Linked DNA regions of Drosophila melanogaster: regions 1 and 3 are each linked to region 2. Evidence: chromatin contacts called from public Hi-C and HiChIP or PLAC-seq data. All regions are on one chromosome and are shown on one strand. Each heading gives the region's core, a stretch centred on a gene start, on an enhancer-like site or on the middle of the called end of the contact. The rest is flanking DNA. Distances are from core to core; before and after follow the strand shown.

Region 1 (3,118 bases), core at 526-3,025, 190 kb after region 2:
TCCGGTTAGATGCAACGGATATATGTTTCCAGCCCGGCGATTGCGGAAACGAAACCTCTGCCTCTGTCGAGTTGAAAATTATTCGAGATTCGGATTCGATTCGGTCCTGCGATGACAACCGTCGCGCGGTTCAGAGTGCAATAACAAAAAGAGCACGATTCGCGGTTGCTTAAATAGACTTTTCTGACAGCGACAGAGCCGCCACGGAAGAGAGTAGCGGAGAGAGAGAGAGAGCGTAGGGAGAGCACAGTTGCGTCAACTCAGTTTTAACATGCAATGCATTAACTTTTGATAGGCGAGGGATTCGTTATATTCTAGCTAATATTCAGTTCAACATATCTAAGAGGAATTTGTGCAGCTCATGGTAAAATTATTAATATAATACTAGAATTTATATTTATATTTAATTTCGATTTTCAACTGTAATAGGCATGTCTTGCTCTCCTACAAATTGCCATCACTAACAAAGAAGGGACCTGCGCCGCTCATTCTGCTCAGAGAGAAAAGAGTGGCTTACGAACAAGGTGATGGCGACTTCTGGATACCCTGCACATAATGTAGAATGTATTTAGAAGAAACATGTCCACGGACAACTAACGGCTATCATGCGATGCAATTACTTTGCTCTGGAAGAAAGCAGAAATATATATATGATAAATCAGCAGTGGCTTTCGTATGCATACGCCGTTGCATTGGATGGAAGGGTATTCTCTACTCTGGATAATGGGGAATGAAAAGAACACGATAAAGAGGAGGCGCAAATGGACAGTTGTAGAATAGATACGGAGTCCGAGAAGTAAACAAGCTGAAGGAAAAGCTATCGATAACGATATCGCACTCACTTGCACCCAACTCCAAAATCAACTTCCAAAGTGCAACTGCAAGCTGGTTTTCGACTCGAAGCTCTTTCTGCTGATTTTTCAGTTTTAAATGTGTGCCAGTTGCCTTCCTCTTTTGTGTTTTTTTTTCATTCTCTGCTTCCATCAAAGTCAAGCAAAACGAGTTTGCCAGTGGAGTGGAGACAAACACAATGGCGACAGCAACTAACAAGAATAACCACTAAATGGTGGGTCACCGGGGGGGTGGAGCATTAGATATTCAGCTCTATGATGCGCTATTAAAATTACATTTAGCAACAACCTGTATTGCTAGTGAATGCGTGTCTGAATAAACGGGAGCTTAGCTCTAGAATCTAGCCAATCTTGACTGCTTCTTCTGTTAGAATGGCTTTAATTTATATAATTTCAACCGCACACTGGCAGATTCACTGGGTACGTTGCCCCTTTTATTGGACATTTGTTCAATAGCGCCGACTTGCTTCTCGGTCGCTTTTTTGTAGCATTAATGATAAAAGACAAACAAGCATACTCGCTTATCAATGCGTGGGGGTGGGGGTGGTTGTGTGTGGGTTAAAAAATCGAGTGGCTGTAAAAGGAGTACCAAACTCAAACTTGCTTCGCCGCAAGACTTTTTATTTAAAACAAAAAATAGGTAAACAACATAACGGCATACAGAGAAAACACACACTGCACTCACACACACACACGAAGAACGAGTGCTTCGAAGGTTTTCGTTTTCGATGCCTTGCACGACGCCGTCAATTCGCTTTGAAGCCCTCGCACAGCTCGAATCTTTAGTCCCCGATCCACCGCACAAATCGGTTCGGCTTTACATGTTCATTCGCACAAGAACTTCTGGGCCTAAAACACGAGAACAACGAAAACACGGGGAAAAAACGCAGTTCTGCTAGAGCTGGAAATAAAATCGATGCCTATCGAATACTATCGATGATGGCAGAGAGGTGGCAAAAATCGAATACTTGTCCATGTACACCTGCAGCCCTGATTCGTTTCTCGGCAAAGTGCTTAGCCGCTGCTCGAACCAAAAAATGCACTATGCAAAATTTTGAGCACCAATAATTATTTTCTCAACAGATGGCTCTACTGTTCCTCTTCGAAATAATTAAAATTGCTATGCACTTTATTTAACCATTTACAATGGCCTACAAATGCTATTTTTATAAGAAAAAATAAAGACTTCAATATACTATACTATAGCTAAGAATTAAAGCTAAAATACAATTACAATCTAGTATATTGATACTATAGCTAAGAATTAAAGCTAAAATACAATTAAGATCTTTATGGAAGAAGGTGTACCCAAGGCTCATCTGCCCTTGAAGAACCTAGCCGTGCGTCCTTGCACGGCTCCAAAGCCTCCATTCGCGGCGTTCGCCTCCACGATGTGGCGGGAAATCCACTTCGGCAGTTTGCCGCGTATCTTCGGATCCGCAAAACGCTTATCCAGCAGATATACGCAGGCATAGTCCTTGATGTGGCGCACTGCCCGTCCTATGCACTGGTTGACAGCCTTTACGCAGAGATTCTCGTAGTATTCGTTGCCTGCGCCCGGTCCCAGTTTCTCGTCCAGGTGCTGCATTCGCTGGCGCAGCTCCGGCGACAGGCTGTTGGAATACGGCAGGCCCACTACGAGCACTGCTCTGCCCAGATCGTCAGCGAAGTTCAGGCCTTCGGAGAGCTTTCCTCCCACGACACTCAGGAGGAGGGCTCCATACGAAGCAGGTCTCTTAATGGCCAGCGCATAGTTGTCCAGGAGCTGCTCGGCCGATCCGGAGACCTCACGAAACACGCTTTTCCTGCCGCTAATCGTCTCGAGGGTGCCGGACTGCTCCAGGTACTTGTAGACCTTGTCTAAATACTCGTAGGACGGCAGGAAGCAAACTACTCCGCCCGGCACCACTTGGCACAGATTCCGAAGAATCATTGAGAGCTCCCGGAGCTGCAGTGGAGCCATCAATAAGGGAGCAAATATGGAAGACATATCAAAAGGGACTCACCATTTCTGCACTGCCTCTATGAGCAAACTTAAAAGACAGCGGAGCACCGCTGGGGCCATTGGATATCACAAAGGGCAAGATCGCGTCATTCGCCACCACGTGGTTGTAGAAACGCTCGACCAAACGATCATGGCAACCGGTAAATAGCTGCTCCTTCAGCTCCTTAGTGGGCTGCATGGTTCCGCCAGCGATCACAATCTATCGAGCATTGCACTGTGATTAAAAGGTGCATACATATATAGCATGGATTTGCGTAGCTTA
Region 2 (3,140 bases), core at 616-3,115:
GCACACACATGAGCGAACGACAAAGCGGAAACGGAAGCGATGGCAAAGCAATTGGCAAATGGCATCCGCCTGCTCCTTGCCCCTCCGTTTGACCCATCCCCCTATTGGCAGTTGCAATTAGGCGGTCGCCAAACATCCGCTGCATCCTGCCACCCACTTGTGCAGCCCCATCTATGCATCTATAACTGGCGACCGACGGACGGAAAATGCCACAAGTGTGCCTCCGAATGGCCTGATTTCATGTGTCATTTATTTAAAATGAAGGGATTTTTTCCCTTCATTAGTTTTGCGGAGAATTTAATTCCCCAAATTGATTCACTGGCAATGACAACAATTCCGTCCATCGGACTTCATAAAATGTAGGCCCAAATGTTTAATTAGTACGAAATTGATAGATTAATTATCCCGAATCAGCAGAGGAATATCCGTCTGCACGTTGGCAGCATTTGTTGCTACCTTGGACAAATGCAGAAATGCTAGCACATTGCAGCCAACTAATTGTGCGACGCCCCTTGCCGCCCACTGCCTGCCGCCGACTAAGTGCTGCCCCTGGCCACGCCCACAAGCGAAACAGTGAGCAGCAATTAATTGTGCTCATTTTTTAGGAATCCCTGCCACGCGCTTCATTTCAATTTGCACTGAATTCCCCCGTTTTTTGCCGCTTTGGCTTTAGCTCCGCTAGCTGCAATTTTCGGTATAATTTTTAACCGAAAATTCGCTGTGCCAGGCACCCTATGCTCGCCTCGCCAAGCCACGCCCCTCCCGCCAGCCGCCCCTTTCCGATGTTGTTTATTGCGCTTGCAACTTCCGCAACAAACGAAGATAAATTGTTACTTTCTTGCTCGCTGCTCCCGTTTTTAGTTGCTGTCGGTGTTCTTTGGATGGTCGTGCTGCTGCAAGTGTTGTTATATTTCTACCCCGCATAGTGGGTGGCATGGTGGCTGCAGAGGAAGACTTTTGAATGAAGCTTGATCCGTGTAGAAAATGTATTAATGAGCATTTTCGAGTGATTTTAGTAGCAATAGATAGCCAAGATATTCGCTAGCAGCTGCTAAATGTTAAGATTCTATATATATAATCATCTAATTAGGCTTACTGAACATGATTCAACGATAATCCCATGCGATCAAGATAAGAAAGACGATACGGCTTATCGCGCACCAACGACTTTTAAATTGCTATCAGCTCGAATGCCTCGATTACTTACTCGATCTCACGCTCTTTCGAAGCGGGAAAGTCTTAATGTATAGTGCCCGAAATTAATCCCTTGATAACAGCGAAACCAATTACGATTTGCCTTAGTTTCAACTTATTATCAATGGCCCTATTTGAACTGCAGACAGGTTTATCATCTTAGGGGCGCACATCAAACGTAATCAATAAAATCGAGCTATAATCGCAACTTAAGCCGTTTTGGGCCAGACAGCGCCGAGACTTTTATTGGGTGATTGGTCCATTGCAACTTAACTGTGTTTGGTCCATTGCAACTTAAGTGTGTAATGTTACACATTGGACTAAATCAAAAGAACTTTATTTCGTTCGTTTGGGTAGCACCCTACTAAAATGTGTGCTTGCTGTGATGCTCTAGTTTGTGTATAGTTCCGATACCGATACAGATTTCACATTCTCAGTTTCCTGCCACATTGGTTTTTCATACGGACGGCATACTCGTACTGTGTCGATGGTTATGAGTAAACACCCGACTGATTACCGATACACGAATAAGGCGGGCGATTGGCTTTGTGGGGCGCCCTAATCTCAGACATTGACCCCTCCGTCGCCCCAGCGGCGCAGCACACTACACCACCCCACATCGTGGAGATAAGAAACCGCGGCTGCGAGCTCCGACTCTCAGCACTTTGCAGCCAGTTAGTGCGAGAATGTCGAGCTGGTCGCTTTGTCCGCTTTTACTGGCCTTCGCGGTTCACGCCGTGCTTGGATCTGTGGATTTGGCTGGTTCCCTGGATCCGTCGCTGCTGGAGAACGTGGATGTGGACCAGCTAAGGTCAAACTATCTGCCCCAAGGCCTGCAAAACACCAATGTGACCTTGGCCGACTTCCAAAAGTGGCTGCAGTCGAAGTGCGAGAAGGCCAATGACCATTTGCCGAAAGGATCTGTTAACGCCTCTGCCCTGAGCAAGTCCATCGAGGATGCGGGCATTCACCTCGCAGAATGCCTCTCCGGATTGGCCAATATGACGGAGATCCAGGCGGAGATCGAGGAGGCGAGTCCCAAGGGCGACCTGGACGTGGTCTTCGAGAAGTATTGCCTCCGATTGCCGCAGGCCAAGACCTGTCTGAAGAACTTCAACGACGCGATCCTGCCCTGCCTGACCACCGATGAGAAGACCCACAACGCGGTGCTGCAGAGGATTGCGGACAAGCTGCTGGAGTTCATATGCTACAAGAACGGAGACCAGATTGCGCTCTTTATCGCCGAAGAGGGCCCGGAGTGCCTGCAGCAGAGTCGCGAAGGCATCGCCAATTGCCTGAACTCTTCCTTCGCCGGATATCTGCCCAAGTCGATTAGCCCGGAGTGGGATCTGCCCCAGCTGGTCTTGGGTCCGAAGCAGTGCGTCGACCTCTACGCATTCGAGACGTGCACCGTCAGTCTGCTGGAGAAGTGCGATACGATCACTCCCAGCAATATCGTGGAGTCCATGTTTCGATACGTGAGGAAGGAGTCCTCCTGCCAGCCCCACATCGACAGGGTCAAGCTGCAGCACCGCAGAGCCCTGCCCTTGACCAGTGGATCCCAGTCCGGCTCATCCGTATCCCTTCATCTCACCTGGACCTCTGCGAGCCTGCTAATGGCCACTTTCCTCGCCCGACTGGCCTAACATTCCCCGCTCTCTCTCTCTCTTTTTTTTTTGGTTGATATTTTATAATTATGTTTAATAAACTTTGCAAAGTCGGGAACGGAGTCTGTGCACCGGACGGACGGACGGACTGCTGCCCGGCGTAAGCCGCTTAACGGATTCCCTTTTCAACTCCGGGCATCTGGAAAGGCAGGCGGCTGTGGAATGAGGGTTAAGGAAGCGGGGCCCAAAGTGTTAAGCTGCATAAACACAAGCCTGAAATATGAACGGCAACTGGGGTCATCCCAGGTCCACTGTCAATAATTTGATTGACTTTAGTAG
Region 3 (2,915 bases), core at 252-2,751, 240 kb after region 2:
CCCCTGGGCCATTAGTTGTTTCGATCGCGAGTGTCAGGAGATTGAGCCTTCGGCCGCTGGGATTAAAAGAAATCCATGTTGCCGTGGTATTGCAAGGGCAACGCGAATGCGATCCATTTCATTTGAGGCAGTGCATCCAGATCCTTGGAAACTCAACGTCGCGCTGTCAGAGACGCCATATGGAAAGCGTCGTCCTTCAGGCATGCACTGCAACCCCCGCTCGGTAATCGAGTTCATTTAAATGCATTAAATGTGTCTCATTATGCCGCGGTTATGGCAACAGCAAGTCGAATTCAATCCATCCAATCCATCCAATTCAGCCTGACTCACTCGAATGGCGAACAGCGGGCCTCGGACATATGGCAGCAGTGGGCCGCAAAATGTTGAACAAACAAAACACTTTTTATGCATTTCGAGCGCCAAAGAAAGGAGAGCACTTCTGCAGACAGGCAGGGTGGAAATTATAGCGTCCAAAATGATGAGCAAGTTAAACGAGATATTGCGGTTAGTCGGGACACCAACCCGCGGATCGTCGTAAGCTGCAGTGAAGACTCCAACCACACTGGGAAGAGGACAACACAACTAGGACAAGAAGTACATACATATGTATCTACATACTTCTACTGTGGGGAGCTAAAGTTGCGACCCCCATTGTATTGTGAGTATTCGATACTGGCTAATGTTGTTGTTCTTGCTGGCTAGTGTGGCCAATTTATTATTGCATTTGGCAACTGGGCGGTGAAATTTCGTGCCCGCTTTGATCTTGACGCGTTTTTGACACTCGCCGAGCATTTCGTCGATTTTGCTCTGTGCCTCGGGGAGAGGAATCCGGCGGATGGGGCCAGCGGACAGCCGGCGGCATGTGGCCGCGCATTTTTCATTATTTCTTTTTTTCCTCTCGCATATACACGTATATGATTTTGTTTTCCCTCAAAACATTCAGACGAAAAACGCTTTTCATACACATTTCGGCGCATTACTCAGCTGCAAGTGGAATTGGCGGTCGTCAAATGTAACAGTTTTTCTGTACTCGTACGTATTTTTAGCTCCGGTTGGATCGCGCGATTCTATATGCAAAGCATATTCGTAATTTGTATGTTCAATCATAGCCGCAGAGGTCGGGGTAATTGCAATGGCTATAACTATGGCCATAGCTATTTGTATTTATTTGTCATCAAGCCCCAGGGGTTGTGAATGCGATCTGAATCAGCGTGGGTTACGTTGGTTCCACCGCGCAAAGCTCCAACTAACGAGTAGAATGCGAAATGGGCGTTGGGTCTCCTGCAGCTGAAACGTTGTGGTTCGTGTCCGAAATATCAGCTACGTTCGAACGAACAGTCCCTTCCTTCTTCAAGTCTCCACTAAGCATGTCTCCATTGGTTGTGGCGAGTGTCGAAGGTACGGCGTTTGTCATCCAGCCGATCCAGTCAACAATGCGACAAACATCGACTTCTAAAGCATTTGGGAGTAAGCAAGTTGAAAATTACTTTTGCATTTGGAGAAGTAGTGTCTGCTAGGCTTGTTAGCCGTCAAAGTCCTGCCTTGTCCGTTTAACGAACACTTTACCTTGCCCTCCAACCTTGCCAGCGGACAGGCACGCAACGAAAGCGGGCCAATTAGTTTGGTTGGACACCAGGGAGGGTTGGCGGAGTCTCGTCAACTGGCAGCTGGCCAAGGCGCACGCACTGTGGCGTCTCCGTCGCCCCTGGAGCGGGGCATCAGGTGACGTGGGCGGTTGGGGAGGGGTCGGAAGATATAGCACTTTTGTTATAGTGCGTCAGAGGCGACGACGACGATGGCGCGGAAGTAGCTGGCCACCGCCCTTGCCCCTCTCCTACTCGTATGCCAGCAACCTGTGGCCTTGACAGCGCCCGTTTTGATTTATGCGGCATTTTGCAAAAGTCAACAAATGAAAATGACACAGAAATAATGCCAAGAGAGCTGTTTTCCACTATTCCGATTTCTTTTGCCCCAAGGTCAGGCGCACAAATAGATGTCGGCAGTGCCACCCGCTGGACCTCCGCCATGGATACAGATTCCATATGTACTCCCTGCATCACAATGGCATGCTCCTTACCAATTAGAAGCAGTTTCAAGATATCACGGATTCGTTTAAAACAGCACTGGGATCAGAATTCCGATTGAGGTGAGTTATCTTCGTGTTTGCTGTTAGCAGTACGTCTTTTAACTTCAAAACGTTCAGAATACTTGTAAGTCCCGAAACGGAAACTCATCGAGTAATTGAAACCAAACCGGCATGGGCTCGGTAGGAAGTCGTCAGCTCAACCCCGTCCAACTGTGTGACCACCAGCAGGCCACAGGGCTGTCCGCAGAGCAGCTAGAGCAGCTGCACACGCGGTTCCGCAGCCTGGATCGCCACCAGCGCGGCTATTTGACGCCCACCGACTTGCTGCGCATTCCGCAGCTATCCCTCAACCCGCTTCACCGCCAGATCATCGACGGCTTCTTCCCCAGCCGTGACCCCAGCGCGCGTATCGGTTTCAAGCAGTTCGTGGACACTTGCTCCACCATTTTGGTGCCACAGTTTGGACGCGGTTCAGTGAGGCGGCGCGACGGGCGTGTTCAGAAGCTTCAACTCCTGTCCAAGATGTTTGACACGAGGCGCAGCGGCTGCATCACACGCTCCGACTTCCGCCAGATCATGCGCAGCATTGTCAATCTGGCCTGGAGTCAGCAACAGGATCAGGAACGTCAGGAGGGGCTTTCCGAGAACCGTTTGCCTGAGGTGGAGGCCGAGTTGCAACTTTTAGAGCATCAGGCCTTTGGCTTCTGCTGCGACCATATCTCATATGGGGAGTTCGAGAAGCGCCTGTTTAGTGTGGACGTCGACAGACGGCTGTCGATCGCCAAGTGGCTGGAGGACGATGACGAGGCCGATGCCGAGATGGTACTGC

Evidence for each region. Hi-C and Micro-C count contacts between places; a contact is called where the count stands out from the background. HiChIP or PLAC-seq counts read pairs in DNA pulled down with a chosen protein or histone mark.
Region 1: a contact with region 2 is called in an H3K27ac HiChIP or PLAC-seq map of the Kc167 cell line, with 2.3 times the contacts expected there. The contact joins the promoter of CG3638 here to the promoter of CG14629 in region 2. A contact is called at or near these places in 8 of 107 Hi-C or Micro-C datasets (the D17-c3 cell line, the Kc167 cell line, the OSC cell line and 2 more) and 1 of 6 datasets of contacts at active chromatin or transcription factors (the Kc167 cell line).
Region 3: a Hi-C map of the Kc167 cell line shows a contact between it and region 2, with 3 times the contacts expected there. The contact joins the promoter of CG32812 here to the promoter of CG14629 in region 2. A contact is called at or near these places in 5 of 107 Hi-C or Micro-C datasets (the Kc167 cell line, the S2 cell line, embryo and 1 more) and 1 of 6 datasets of contacts at active chromatin or transcription factors (the Kc167 cell line).

What each region holds. Positions count from the first base shown.
Region 1 is chrX:1,234,909-1,238,026 of dm6, forward strand. CG3638 reads right to left here and starts at 1,776. Exons shown (of 11, transcript NM_166874.3): 1 at 1,537-1,776. It overlaps CG11403, which reads right to left. Exons shown (of 3, transcript NM_130542.4): 2 at 2,858-3,055; 3 at 1,965-2,799. The coding sequence ends at 2,167.
Region 2 is chrX:1,049,660-1,052,799 of dm6, forward strand. It overlaps CG14629, which reads left to right and starts at 1,866. Exons shown (of 1, transcript NM_130525.4): 1 at 1,866-2,972. The coding sequence starts at 1,881. The coding sequence ends at 2,840. The region is part of intron 1 of lncRNA:CR44779 (long non-coding RNA:CR44779); the gene reads left to right.
Region 3 is chrX:1,285,789-1,288,703 of dm6, forward strand. It overlaps CG32812, which reads left to right and starts at 1,502. Exons shown (of 2, transcript NM_130543.4): 1 at 1,502-2,146; 2 at 2,204-2,915. The coding sequence starts at 2,258.